Linked DNA regions of Zea mays: regions 2 and 3 are each linked to region 1. The links are chromatin contacts, called in public Hi-C maps. All regions are on one chromosome and are shown on one strand. Each heading gives the region's core, a stretch centred on a gene start, on an enhancer-like site or on the middle of the called end of the contact. The rest is flanking DNA. Distances are from core to core; before and after follow the strand shown.

The links. Hi-C and Micro-C count contacts between places; a contact is called where the count stands out from the background.
Region 2: a contact with region 1 is called in a Hi-C map of ear, with 2.1 times the contacts expected there. The contact joins the promoter of LOC100278919 here to the promoter of LOC100382620 in region 1. A contact is called at or near these places in 3 of 25 Hi-C or Micro-C datasets (ear, leaf and tassel).
Region 3: a contact with region 1 is called in a Hi-C map of leaf, with 4 times the contacts expected there. The contact joins the enhancer-like site here to the promoter of LOC100382620 in region 1. A contact is called at or near these places in 3 of 25 Hi-C or Micro-C datasets (bundle sheath, endosperm and leaf).

The regions. Positions count from the first base shown.
Region 1 is chr3:55,358,821-55,363,320 of Zm-B73-REFERENCE-NAM-5.0, reverse strand. LOC100382620 reads left to right here and starts at 2,704. Exons shown (of 7, transcript NR_158540.1): 1 at 2,704-3,082; 2 at 3,179-3,375.
Region 2 is chr3:55,191,971-55,196,470 of Zm-B73-REFERENCE-NAM-5.0, reverse strand. LOC100278919 reads left to right here and starts at 2,300. Exons shown (of 1, transcript NM_001152039.2): 1 at 2,300-3,067. The coding sequence starts at 2,349. The coding sequence ends at 2,846.
Region 3 is chr3:55,500,769-55,505,268 of Zm-B73-REFERENCE-NAM-5.0, reverse strand. No RefSeq gene overlaps it. Among protein-coding and RNA genes, the nearest start is that of LOC100382359, 35 kb to the left of the region's middle. Within about 2 kb of position 2,143, at least 18 of the 20 cell types and tissues checked have an H3K27ac peak or open chromatin away from gene starts, as enhancers often do. A contact at or near this core is called in bundle sheath and leaf, where this site is marked.

The sequences.
Region 1 (4,500 bases), core at 1,455-3,954:
AATCAAACGGAACACAACGTTCCCACAAGGACCACCACACAATTGGTGTCTCTTGCCTCGGTTACAATTGAGTTTGATCACAAGAAGAATGAGAAAGAAAAGAAGCAATCCAAGCGCAAGAGCTCAAATGAACACAACAAATCTCTCTCTCTAATCACTAAAGCTTTGTGTGGAGTTGGGATAGGATTTGATCTCTTTGGTGTGTCTTGTATTGAATGCTATAACTCTTGTAAGGTATAGAAGTGTAGAAATTTGGATGCCATTGAATGTGGGGTGGTTGGGGTATTTATAGTTCCAACCACCAAAAATGGACGTTGGAAGACTGCTGTCGCATGGCGCACCGGACAGTCCGGTGCGCCATCGGACATTGTCCGGTGCGCCAGCCACGTCAGCCAGCCGTTGGGGTTCGACCGTTGGAGCTCTAACTTGTGGGGCCTCTGGGCTGTCCGGTGGTGCACCGGACAGGCCCTGTAGACTGTCCGGTGCGCCTCCCGCGCGTGCTCTGACTTCTGCGCGCACTGTAGCGCATTGAATGCGGTTGCAGTTGACCGTTGTGCGCGAAGTAGCCGTTGTTCCGCCGGCACACCGGACAGTCCGGTGTGCACCGGACACTGTCCGGTGACTCACCGGACAGTCCAGTGAATTATAGCGGAGTGCCCTCTGATTTTCCCAAAGGTAGCGAGTTGAGCTTCGAGTGCCCTGGTGCACCGGACACTGTCCGGTGGTGCACCAGACACTGTCCGGTGCGCCAGACCAGGATGCCTTTTGGGATGTCTTTAGCTCTCTTTGTTTGAACCCTTTCTTGGTCCTTTTATTGGCTAATTGTGAACCTTTGACACCTGTAAAACTTATAGACTAGAGCAAACTAGTTAGTCCAATTATTTGTGTTGGGCAATTCAACCACCAAAATTAATTAGGAAAAAGGTGTAAGCCTAATTCCCTTTCACTATGGGTAAAAGTCTGCTTACGAGGTGTGTCAGCGTCCCTGTGCGGAGTGACATCGTGATTCCTTGCTGCGTTTATCGACGTCAGAGCCCATCTTGGGCAAGGCGGAAGTCTTCCTGAGGCATTGGTTGAGCCATCCCTTGACGTGTGCCACAGTCGGTGGAGTGGCCGCCCGCGGGATTCGCGGTGGAGTAGGTAGCCGAGGCCGAGCTCGGGCGAGGCGGGAAATCACCTGAGGCTGAACTCAGCGTCAGGCGAGACGAAGATTGCGCCCGAGGCCAAACTCTGCGTCGGGCGAGGTGGGAGTTTGCGCCCGAGGGCTGGACTTAGCGTCGAGCGAGGCGGAGATTTACGCCCAAGGGTCGGTCTGCTTCACTCGTCTTATTAGACGTCCCATCAAGGGGATGGCAGGCGGCGTGCACGTACTATAGCGGGGGTGTAATCATGTTGCTGCGCCTGGATGTGACTGCTGTCTTGTTAACCACTGTGCTCCTGCTGCCACGACGTGGGTAGGTATGCGCATTAAATGCGAGTGTTCCCCACCTGTTTTCGGGCGCCCTTGTCTTATCTGCCTGGGATCAGCTCGGGCGAGACGGACAGAGCGGTGGTGACTTCGGGCGAGGCGGAGTTCTGCCTGAGGTGGGAGACTCTTGGGGAGAGGCCTCGGGTTAGGAGGTACCTCGACTGCTTCCCCTCGGGGGTTATGTTTTTACTTCTCCTGAGTGCGTCTTTCGGGAGGGATAATCTAGGTACCCCTAATTATCACCCCCGACAAGTATGAACAACCACCTCCACCCGCTTATGTATACTTACATCTTGCACCCTATCCGACATATGGACAACCATTTTATGGTGTCACAAACATGGATCCATATGCTTCTATAGCCTTCGAGATGTGTTACTTTTCCTTCATCATTAAATATTTGTTTATGTATCCATATGCTTCTACAGCCTTGAGATGTGTTACTTTTCCTTTATCATTAAATATTTGTTTATTGTTCATATTATCTAGCTAATTTTATTTTTTTAACTGTATAGAAATATGTATATAGAATGGATCCACACCCAGATGCTTCGAACATGCCTGAATATTATGACTCCAGCTGAATATGTGGATGCATTACCATCTGACTATTGTTTTGTGTTGTAATTTGTGTTATTGGGTAATCTATGTTATGGTTGTATGACACAAATGTAACCTTCTATTGACGTGTGTTGCACTTAATTGTGATTTTCTATTTGCATATATATGTTCTATGTGTTTTTGTGCATTAAATTATTGTGAATATGTTGTTATTTGTTATGCAACATGATTTGAATAAAATACAGACACATTCTACCAAAATTTTTATTCTTTCTAACCAAATTGCGTTTTGCGGTAAAAAAAGTACCGAAATTCGGTCAGAAAGCGGCGAAATTGGGTCGGGAAAAGCGAAATCCGAATTTTTGGATTTGAAAGTATAAACCGGTGGGTAAATAAGAAATTCGGGTGAAATTTGGTAAAATTCTATTTTCGGAAACGGTCGAAATTCGTGTACAAAACGGGATGGGTAACCTGACCAGAGACCACCCTGTGGCCGTGGGCGAATTTTTTTATTCGCACGCCCACTCTGCTGCCGCGGCCGCCGCCCCACAGCCCCACTAGGCTAGGCCACTAGTAAAGGAAACGCAGCCGCAGCCTTTGCCGGTTTGCTCTCTCTCTCTCTCTCTCTCTCTCTCTCTCTCTCTCTCTCTCTCTCTCTCTCTCTCTCTCTCCACCTCCTCTCCCGACTTCCCGAGTCCCGCTACGCAGCCGTCGCCTCCTACTCCCTTTGCGACTCCTCGCCCACATCCAGCACTTGCACATCAGCAACCTCAACCGCAAGGGAGGTGGCGAGGCTGAGCGCCAGCCGCCATGTCTGTCCCCGGCGTCGCCTCCCCGATCGCCGACCGCTTCTACTGCCCCCCACCGCACCGCCACCTCCTTGACAAGCAACACAGACAGCATCCGCCACTAACTGCCTCGGCGGCCGAGGAGCCGGCGAAGCCGACGCCGGAGCTCGGGCGAGACCCTTCCCCGTCGCCTTCGCCGGCTACCAACCTCGAGAGTTTCATCGCCTCCACCGCCGTCCGCGTTCCCGCGCGGTGCTCTCCTCGAGTGTGTCTGCCGGCGCTTGCTTGCCGCTCGTGTTTTCCGTACGGACATGTGCTGACGGCTGACGGGTCCGATTGTTCTGTTCTTGTGCGCTTGCAGACGCCGGGGTGCCGGGCAGGAGCGCCGTACTACGAGCTCGCGGATCTGTGGGAGGCGTTCGGGGAGTGGAGCGCGTACGGCGCCGGCGTGCCGCTGCTGCTCAATGGCACGGATGGCGTCGTGCAGTACTACGTGCCATTCCTGTCCGCTATCCAGCTCTATGGGTCGCGGCTGCCGTCGTCGAGCAAGACCAAGAGGTAGTATAACAGGCTCATAGCTGTCATTTTTATGTTGGAATCTGCGGGTACCTGCATTGAATGGGTTGACATTGTGGACCATGACTTCCTCGATTCTGTCAATACTTGGATATGTTAGGCCAAACGTAGTTGAAAGATTATTGCCATTCTTTTGTATTTGTTCCAGAAACACTGAAGTCTACTTTATCTTAAAACCAAAGAAACTAACAAACTGAACCACTGCTACTGCTAAAGATTAAAGAAAATCTCGTAATGTTCCATGAGCGTGTCTGATCTTGCTAGTCGTATGGAACTAGTGGATGCATGTTATCATGCACATTGATATGATTAGGCTAGTCGACATGCTCTTCTTGAACCAGGATCTGTTTTTTTTTGTTCTTTACATATTTCAATTAATTGATGAACGTCTTTTTAAATATATCAGTAGTCATTTTGCCTGATGTTACCTTTAATCATGCAGTATTGCTAGCTTGGATGTTTTCTGCAGTACATTTTCAAACAAGTCCGAATATTTTCCAAGTGGCTGTAGTTAGTCTTGGTTATGCATTTGAACAACCGGACAAAGTACACTTTTTATTCTATAAGCCCTTGGTACTTCTATTGTGGCACAAGCTTCCTATCTTATGGCATGTGTTGGTCTGTGTGACCCAAGTGTGCTCAAGTTAGTCAAGCCAAAATTTGGCACCTTTGACCAATATTGGCTACCATTTGGTTGAGTGCCAAAAGATGTAATGGTACCTTATCTCTATGCTACCTTAGTTGTCAAATCTTGCCAATATTAAGGTCATTAAAATTGGTTGTGACCTTGATTTTTTATATATTAAAACTAGACCAATAAAGAAGGAAGTCGGTGGCTATAAATTAAGAATTTGGCACCTAATGTTTTGCCAGTGAGGACTTGAATTGGGTGGTCTGTGCTTTACATCCACACCCTCAACCAATTGAGCTAAGATGAGCATCTCTAGGAGCTCTCCAATACCATTCCTCATCCGCATAAAACTGTCATATTTGGGGATGAGGCAATTCCATAGCTCCAGCAGCTTCCCAATAGCTCTCCTTTTCTGGTGTTCACAAAGAAAACCTCCATCTCCTCTCAATTAAAGGGGAGTTGCATCTCCACATTAG
Region 2 (4,500 bases), core at 1,051-3,550, 170 kb after region 1:
TTGGGGATGATTAGTACGAGCAACGCTGACATCACTATGTTTATATGTTTGCTGAAACAGTTATCCTATTAAAGGGGTTATAACATATCAGAATCATGTTCTGAAGGTGATAGAGAAGAGTAGATTTATTTCAATGGTATGTAGGGTTTTTTCTCATAAATCTCTAATATATTAAAGTACCAGTTTCAATGATCGATCGTGTCATTTTTTTTATAAATAACTCCATGTATTTCTTCAAAATCTACCCGCGGTCACAAATCATATCCCATCCCTATCCTATTTGTTCGCATAGTAGCGTTCTCGCAGCTGTCGTTCTAGCACAAACTCCATACATTTCGCAACAACCTCTGCCCGCTTCTTTCGCCATTGCACCGCCACCGGCAAGGAGTGAGTATTTGTGAACGGAGTGAGTATTTGTTTTATCAGTTCAATATCTGGTATATGAATAATATATTCACTTTGACATTAAATTCATTTATTATAGTATTTTTATGTGGAGGGTCCATTAAGGATGCATTTGGTTTGAGGTCAAAGTGTAATGAGGCGGGGGCGACACCGTCCCCTCAATTTTTTTGGATCACGCCGCCCCCAAAAACTAATTCGGTGTTTATTTCGCCCCTACGTGACTTTCATTCAAACACTATATAAACTGTGGCCGTCCCCTTCCATCCCTCTATGTATATCCAACCAAACACACTGTAAGAGCAAGTCCAAGAGATTGCTAAAAGGCCCTGAAAAAAACATTTTTGGAGGGAAACTCCATTTTCTCTGCCTCCAACAGAACCCACATCCTTCCCCATTTTTTCGCAGTGACGCTTCTCCGACGATTCATCCCGTATATTTGCCTGAGGCAAAGTCTCCCCCAATCCTCTCACGCCCGCACATCTCACCTGTTTGCCTCATTATTTTTGACCTTGAGAGCCATGGCGGGAGAAGCAAGCTCGAAGTCGTCATGATGAATGTGTCGCGGTTCATGGACAAGCAGATCTAGAGCCATGTCGCCTCCGTCTCTGCAGATGGGAGGTGCTGCAGACCATGCCCCCGACGGTGTAGTGAAACTATGGTTCCAGGGTGGAGGAGCCGAGCACTCCGATGTCCGTTGCTTTTGTCCTACTGGAGTAGAAGCATACCCTCTTGCTGGAGTAGAAGCAACATCACTTCTATAGTGATTTATTAAGTAGTAGTACTTCAGTGCAAATCGCTTGGCCTCTTGGCTCCTGTCGCCGGAAAAATAAATCAAGGCACATGGAACTAAGCTGGAAGGACAGTAGGAAAATAAAAGGGCAGCAAACCAGGCTCATTTAGCTATGATGGCGTGATGTTTCAAAAATATTAGGGTGTTTTTGTTTAGCAGTCTGCTATGAGATTAATACTTTTTTACGAATCTTTTTTTCAGCAGTCCCCAATACGAGATTTTTGGAAACAAAATTTTAGCAATCTCTTGGAGATGCTATAAGACTCAAAAGTATCGCTTAGTTACTCAATTAATATCATCAAATATGGTTGGCTACCGTCCCAACATACGGATATTAGACTAGTATACTCTATATGCTTCATTTTGAGTTTGTAAAGAAAATATCTTTTTAAACATGGCGAAGCCAAGCTGGCCCATCTTAGTGCGGCCGCACCCAGGCCGAAAACAAAAATTATTTCTACCTGTCAAGTTTTGATCCTATTCGCATCTCCCCGAGCCAGTTATTCGCACCCAGCCAAACCGGTAAGCCCAGCTTGCTTCATATCTTTCTATTTCTCCATCGCAAAGACGTAATCGATCTCCTCAAATTTTCTCTAGCTTGGCCCGCTTTTAAAGGGGCATGTGATTGGTGATCCAATTTCCCTATTATATCACGTTACAATTAAATCTACAAACAAGACCAAAATTGACCATGTTTTAGAGTAAAAAACTTAATAGCATATGGTGGGTCTCCAGTTGTTTTATATTACTACATGTCCCGTGCATCGCGACATCACATAAATATATTTTTGTAAAAAAAAAGCAGAGAATAATTTTGGCATGTCTTGTAGATAGGGGTGGTAATGGATCATAACCTTAATTCTTGCTTCACAAACCAACAAGGCCCTTAATTTTGTTAGTTCAAAATTATATTGTTTTATGATCTAACCCTAACTTGATTCGATCCTTAAATTTGCTAGACTAAATTAAATGGCCCGTTACCACCCCTACTTGTAGACCTCATTGGTCCGAATTTAGCTTAGGCCAAATACTTCGCTAAGCCTTTTTGTTCTACAAGACTACAACCAAAGATGCCCAAAATAGTTTTGAATTACGCGACGGACTGCAAGCCCTCAGCCCTCCACGTCCCGTCCTCGCTTCCACCTTATTCTCTATGGCCATCCTCCTTCCTCCACCGCCAATCCCGTGGCGATCTCTTTCGGCCATCCACCGCACCCGATCCTTCCACCTCCTTTCCCGAGAGGCTCTTCCCCCGCGAGATTTGCACTACCGCGTCGGTGCCACCGCCGCCACAGCACCCGTGGCAGCAGCTTGCCATGGCGCTGCCGGCCCCCTCCGCCCCGCCGCAGGTCACCGCAAGACGGCGCTGCGGAGTGCCTGGGGTGCGCACGGGTTGTTTTGGCGACCCCGAGATGAAGCGGCGGCGGCGGGTGGCGGGCTACAAGGCGTACGCGGTGGGGGGCAAGGTGAAGGCGTCCCTCCGCCGGGGCCTCAGGTGGTTCAAGCGCAAATGCTCCCGCATCTTGAATATCTGACCACCGTGCGGCGGCGCGCGGCGGCGTTCTCCCACTCTTCTTGGACCGCAAGGCCGCTCTTTTACCGCAACAATTATGGCATGCACTCGGCGGTGCATTGCCAATTTATGCATTGATCAAGAATTCGCGTGATTGAATGTACCTCTCTGTTCGGAAAGATCTTGTTTGTGCTTCCAAGATTTTTATTTCCAGAGGCTGCAGATTTCAACGGTTATCAATAATCCTTGTTTCCAGACTACATGCTTCCTAGTCTTCTAGAATGCGTACCATTTCGGTCATTGAAGTTCATAATTCAAACGCTTGCCCTCATTGAATTTGTAATCACAATCAACAGTTGAAGACAATAATGTTGTCTTGTTTTTCCCTTATATATATATATATTCAGATTCGATTGATCGTGGATGATCTTGCATCAGTATTATTGTTAGGGCATTGTACCTAAGTATAAGGGACAGCTAATAGACAATTTTGAGCCCCTATCATAAATACAGTTAATAGACAATATATATATATATATATATATATATATATATATATATATATATATATATATATATATATATAAAAATCAATGTAGAGATAGATTCTTTCTTACGCCCTGTTTAAATCATTGGAATTGAATTTTATTCTAATAATAATAATTTAGTTATATATCAATTGAGCTAACTCGATTTTATGCAAAATATATTTGTATATTATTATTAGCAAGATGTCGGAGATATTTATGTGCTACATTTTTACTATAGAGGAGTGAGACGAATAGTGTCATATAAGTTACAGAGTAGAAACAAATTCTATTAATGCATAAAATCATTTCACATCCTCCACCCTATGAATTTAAGATAGGCTAATATCTGAACTTTGGAAAGTGGTGGAATGTTAAATTCCAAACTAAATAAGTTACTTTTTTGAGTGAATTCTAATTCCGCTAAAATAAAGGGATCCAAACGCCCCGTTATATTTTTTTCAATTAACACTCTAAAAATCTCTCAAAAGAATCTATATTAAATAGGGTTTACTTGTCTTTCTACTATTTCCGTTAGATTATTATACCTCTTGGTTGAGTTCTTATTAGGCTTTCATGTATTGTGGCAATCAAAGTCTGCTAAAAAATTCCTACTCAATTATATCATTATTTTTGTCATACATTGTCCGATCCCTTCCACCTCCCTCCCAGCGTAAGCCTATTACTCAACATGACTCTTTTCTAGACTTCAGCAATCACTACCTCTCTCTCTCCCTTACGTGCACTCCCTTTACATCTTCATCCTCACTACCCCACTTTGCCCGCGCTTTGGGATGAAAATGGGCTCTAAATTTTAGACTAAAAAATTTAAGGATCGATCAGATTAGGATCAAACTTTATTTCTATTTATTTTTAACTAAAATTAATTTAGAGCCCTAACAAACTATGAAGAAACATTTGGATCTCAATCCATTACCATCCTACCCACGCTCCACCTCCGACACCTCCCTTCGTGCCTCCCACATCTAGCTTATGGTTTATTTTTGCTCTGCCACTGTCGCTTTGCACAGGCGCAACATCGAGAAACAAGATCGCAGGCCTCAAACTACCCCTCCACTAGACCTTGTCTTCTTGCGTCGTCGTGCCTATGCAAAGCGATGGTGGCAAAGCACAAATAAATCATAAGCAAAGTGGGGCAGTGGGGACGAAGATGAAGAGGGAGCGCACGCAGGAGGGAGAGAGGGTAGCGGTTGCAAATGTCTAGGAAGGAGTCGTGTGTAAGACTTATGCTTAGAGGGATGAGA
Region 3 (4,500 bases), core at 894-3,393, 140 kb before region 1:
TTTTAGGGTTGGTCAAAATTTTATTAGCAGTTACTAGGTATAAGTAGATACCAACCCAATTAAATAAGAGATCACAATTGATAATAACACCCACAATGCAATGCGTATAATAAATTGAGTTTAATTCCATAAGTTAATCATGTGAGTGTCCGAGCTGCTCATGACCATGAGCACAGCTGATATACCAGTTTTACACTCTGTAGAGGTTGCACATCTTTACCCACAAGTCGTGTTATCCATTTGCACGGGGTTGATCGGACCCCATACACCTCTACCGAGGAAGCGAGGCATGGTAGCACAACAAGGCCTTTCCAAAGTTCCACTAGTTCGAGAATTCCCACCAAGGTTTCAGGACGAAGGAAGCATAGAAATCCCTCGTCCAAACTGCCATGGCAGTAGTTCGACCTGAGAACCTCCCTATACTCTGCAGCGATGCATCCCTGCTTGCCCCTTTCAGGTAAGGTAATCTCTCCCTAGCTTTGCTAATTACTTGGCCAAGTGCGTCCCATTCCACCCTTGTGGTAGCACTGTATTCCCGGGTGGTTCTCCATGTTCCAATTAACATGATTATCTTATCATGAACAATAATAAAACAACAACATAATTGGAACATGATCATAATACAACATTAATTTCCCAAAACCAGGTAGAGCAATAGCAAATCTACCCAATAGTTCATCTGTTTGCAAGGTGGGGGATAAACAATGCTAGGGAAACCAATTAGGTCCCATCAAATAAACCTGAGCATGTCACAGTGATTAACAGGAACATTATTAGGTAAAGAAGAGTGATAAGGGCACAACTTGCCTTAGACTCGAGATTCCTAGGTACCAACTTGGTCTTCAAGTGTCTCGTAACCTCGCTGCTACTCGTAGCAATACAAACAAACATGGTATAGGCAAAATTAACATCACACCAAACATAAGAACTTATCAAATAATAATGATCTACGCTTCGCAACTAGATCCTAGGTTCGAGAACCACTAAATTCAGAGTTACAGTTAACGAGTTATGATTTTCTGAAGACTTAAGTGTTGGGTACAAAAGAAATTAAGTGCATAATTTTAATTTATGTTACATGACAAAATAAAGTTACCAGGGGATAAACAATATTAATATGAATTTAATGCAACTAGAATGGATAAAAAATGAGTTAAGATGAATTAAATATGAATTAAACAAGTTTTTGGAATTATTTTATACTAGAAATCATTTTCTATATTAATTTACTTAATTTATTTCATCCCTGGACTGCGGGTCTAAAATTCTGAAAGAACACGGGAAAAATCATAAATTTCTGGACCTCGATCCAATTACTTTATAACTAATGTGGATGGTGGGTTGATTCATAAAAAGTTCAGGGTCTCTTTTGCAATAAGGGTTGACCGAAGGGTTATTGATAATTCTCAGCCGTCCGATCCGATTCAATGGCCTGGTTTAAATCTCGCGAAGGTATGCGCGACCTAATCCATGTCATCCATTACTCAATTAGTGGATCAGATTGGACAAAGAAACGCTACCCTGAGGATCTAATCCTATTCATGCACCCACAATCCAGTGGCCACAGATGTTCGAACATGTTGAGCCTCCCAGAACCCTACGATCTAAGATCAAGGGTCGAGATCACAACAACGAAGGGGGGGGTATAATCTTCTAATCGTTATCGTCGATCACGGAATGAACGGTGCACGGACCTTCTTCCACCTCCCTCCGACCGAGCTGGGCGATGGCTTGTCGATGGAGCCTGCGCAGCGAGGACGAATCCTAGCGACCAGCCGTTTATCGTTGAGTGCAGTTCACCCGCAGCGCCCAAAATTTCCCTAGCTGGTTGTGCACGGCGCATTGTGACGAGCACTACACAAGCACTAGACAAGCCCGATCTCCCATCTCCGCATCTTCGTCCGAAGCGAGGCGCATGGTGCCTACAGACGAAGGGCACCGGGGCATATCTATTTCTGCGAGAAGCAACATGGCTCTGGGTTTTATAGGCCAAGAGGCAGATAATCTGTTACAGTTGATATGGATTGCATTCGCCTGGATACGGCTCGATCCGATCTCCGCGCGCTTGTTACGATGAAGGAGGAAAGGGATGACATGTGGGTCCCATACGGTACTGGCAGGTGGAAGCGCGCGAGGGCAGTGTTGGTCGTGGGCCGCCTGTCAGGCGATGAGGGAAAGATGGACTACGTGAAGGGAAAGGTGAAGTGGTCCGTTCGGGGGATTTGGGCCCAATTCGGCTTACCCTTTTCTTTTTTTCTTTTCTTTTATTATTTCTGTTTTGCATTTCTTTCTCAATTTCAAATTTTGGTATTTGAATTCAAATTTGTTGGTGAGTCTCACACACAGATTAAATGCACAAATAAAAGTGCCAACATGGCGGAATATATTTATTCATGTATATTTTTCTTTATTTTGTATATTCTTTTCCTTCTCTTTTCTTTTCTTTCTTTTCTATTTCCTTTTTCAAACTCAATTTTTTAAAATTTAAACTTGTCTCACGAATTAGAATACAAATGCAAAAATATAAGAAACCAGCATGGAATGCACATTTTTGTATTTATTTATTTGTTATTTGACTACTTTAATTCCCTTAATTGAATATCCACAAAGAAAAGGAGATCAAAAAATCCCCAAAACACTAGCATATAAGTATATTTATTTATTCATCCTATTATTTTTCTCTTATACAGATTTCGGGCTTTACAATACATTAATGAAATCAAACTAAACAATAATACTAATCATACACACTAATCAAACAAATGTAATTACAAATATATATATATATTAATTTTGGCGACAATTAAATAACGGACACCAAAAATATGAAATAAATTACGCAAAAAATTAACTTTTTGATGGAGAAGGGCTCGGCGGCGGAGCGGAGACGAGAGGAGGGCTCGGCGGCGGCCGGGCGACGGGAGCGGTCAGCCGACGGGAGCGGCGGGGTGGGGGCAACGGGATGGGAGAGAGGGTAAAACGAGGCGTCGAGAGGAAACATGTTGGAAGACGGTCGTTTAAAAAGCTTATTTTCGGCGGTCGTGTCAGAAGCCACCGAAAAAGTTTATTTTCGGCGGCTGAGCCCTGGCCTCCAAAAATAAGCTTTTATTTTCGATGGCCGAGCCCTGGCCGCCGAAAATCATGTGCAGTGCTGTTGTGTAGTGTTAGGTCACTGCCCTAACCAAGGCCAAAGGGAGGTCCCTAGGTATGGGGCCCTAAGAGCAGTGAATCTAGTTGGTGAACCCTATAATAGCTTTCTATATTGGGATCCTTGAATGCATCGTGGTGGTAGTCTGAGGTATGGCCCGTATGTTGACAATGATCCTTTGACTTGATCTTCATAGTTTATGTGGGTAACTCAAACCATCACATAGACTTCACTTATCGTAGTGCCACTTGCTCTTCACTGTTACCTTGGTCCATTGGTGCGAACATCTCTACTAACACTTCACTGCCTCGATAGTCCATGTCTTGAGCCTCTATCTTGCCCTTCACCATTGCCTCAGTCCATCGGCACGAAGCCCTCTACTCACGCTTCACCACTACAATAGCATGTCCTATCTTGAGTCTCTTGCTTTTCCTTCCATTGCATGGAACACAATCCTTCTTAGCCAAACCTTGCTTTGGTCTTATCCTTGCTATGCTTGATTTGAGTTTTCCAACATACGAGTAATCAAATCAAAGTCAATCAATGTCCCATGTCATCTTATGAACTAAACCAACTTTCCTTCACACACTCAAATAGAATGATTAGTCCACAAGTGTTGAGATTTATTACCAAAACCAAAATAAGGTCCTAGATCTTTCAGCAGGGCAGACCAGAGGAGGGGTGAATGGGATCCATAAACCTTTCTCCACTCGAGAGCACCGTGACTTGAACCCAAATTTCAACCCAAAAACCCAAGGGATTCCAAAAGCAACAAAGCACTATGCAAATCAATCTAGTGTCGATTGACTACACCAAAATACTAGAGAAGAACCAACTCAACTGTCTGCAAAAAACCAGAAGAAAAATCATAGAACAGGTCAAGCGGCAATGTTGCTCTGCTGGCTGACAGTGCCCGACGTGGTAGTGTCACGTCTTCCAAACTGCATAGAATCCTCTCAAAGTATGCAGACAGTAACCGCAAATGGAAGAAACATGTTTTATGAAGTTTCAACTAGAACAAATCAACATCTCACAAAAAAGATTCAAAATCTTGTTTTTGGTTTTGTTTGGGTTTTCTCAAACAAACTCGAAACGGGGTGATCTCAGATCACAACCAAAAGCTACTCAAACCTAGTGTTTGCTATGGTCTAGAAAGTGATCTTCACCCCAAGGCAATCCCTGACACAAACCACAACTCAAGAAATCAAAGATTCTCTCAAAATCCAACAAGTGAAGATAAGTGGGCAAAGACAAAACCGAATAAAAAATTGCAGCTACCACAAACTAAGCACATGATTCAACAAACGCTATGGATGATTATGGCCACCCTTCCTCAAAATGATCAATACAAG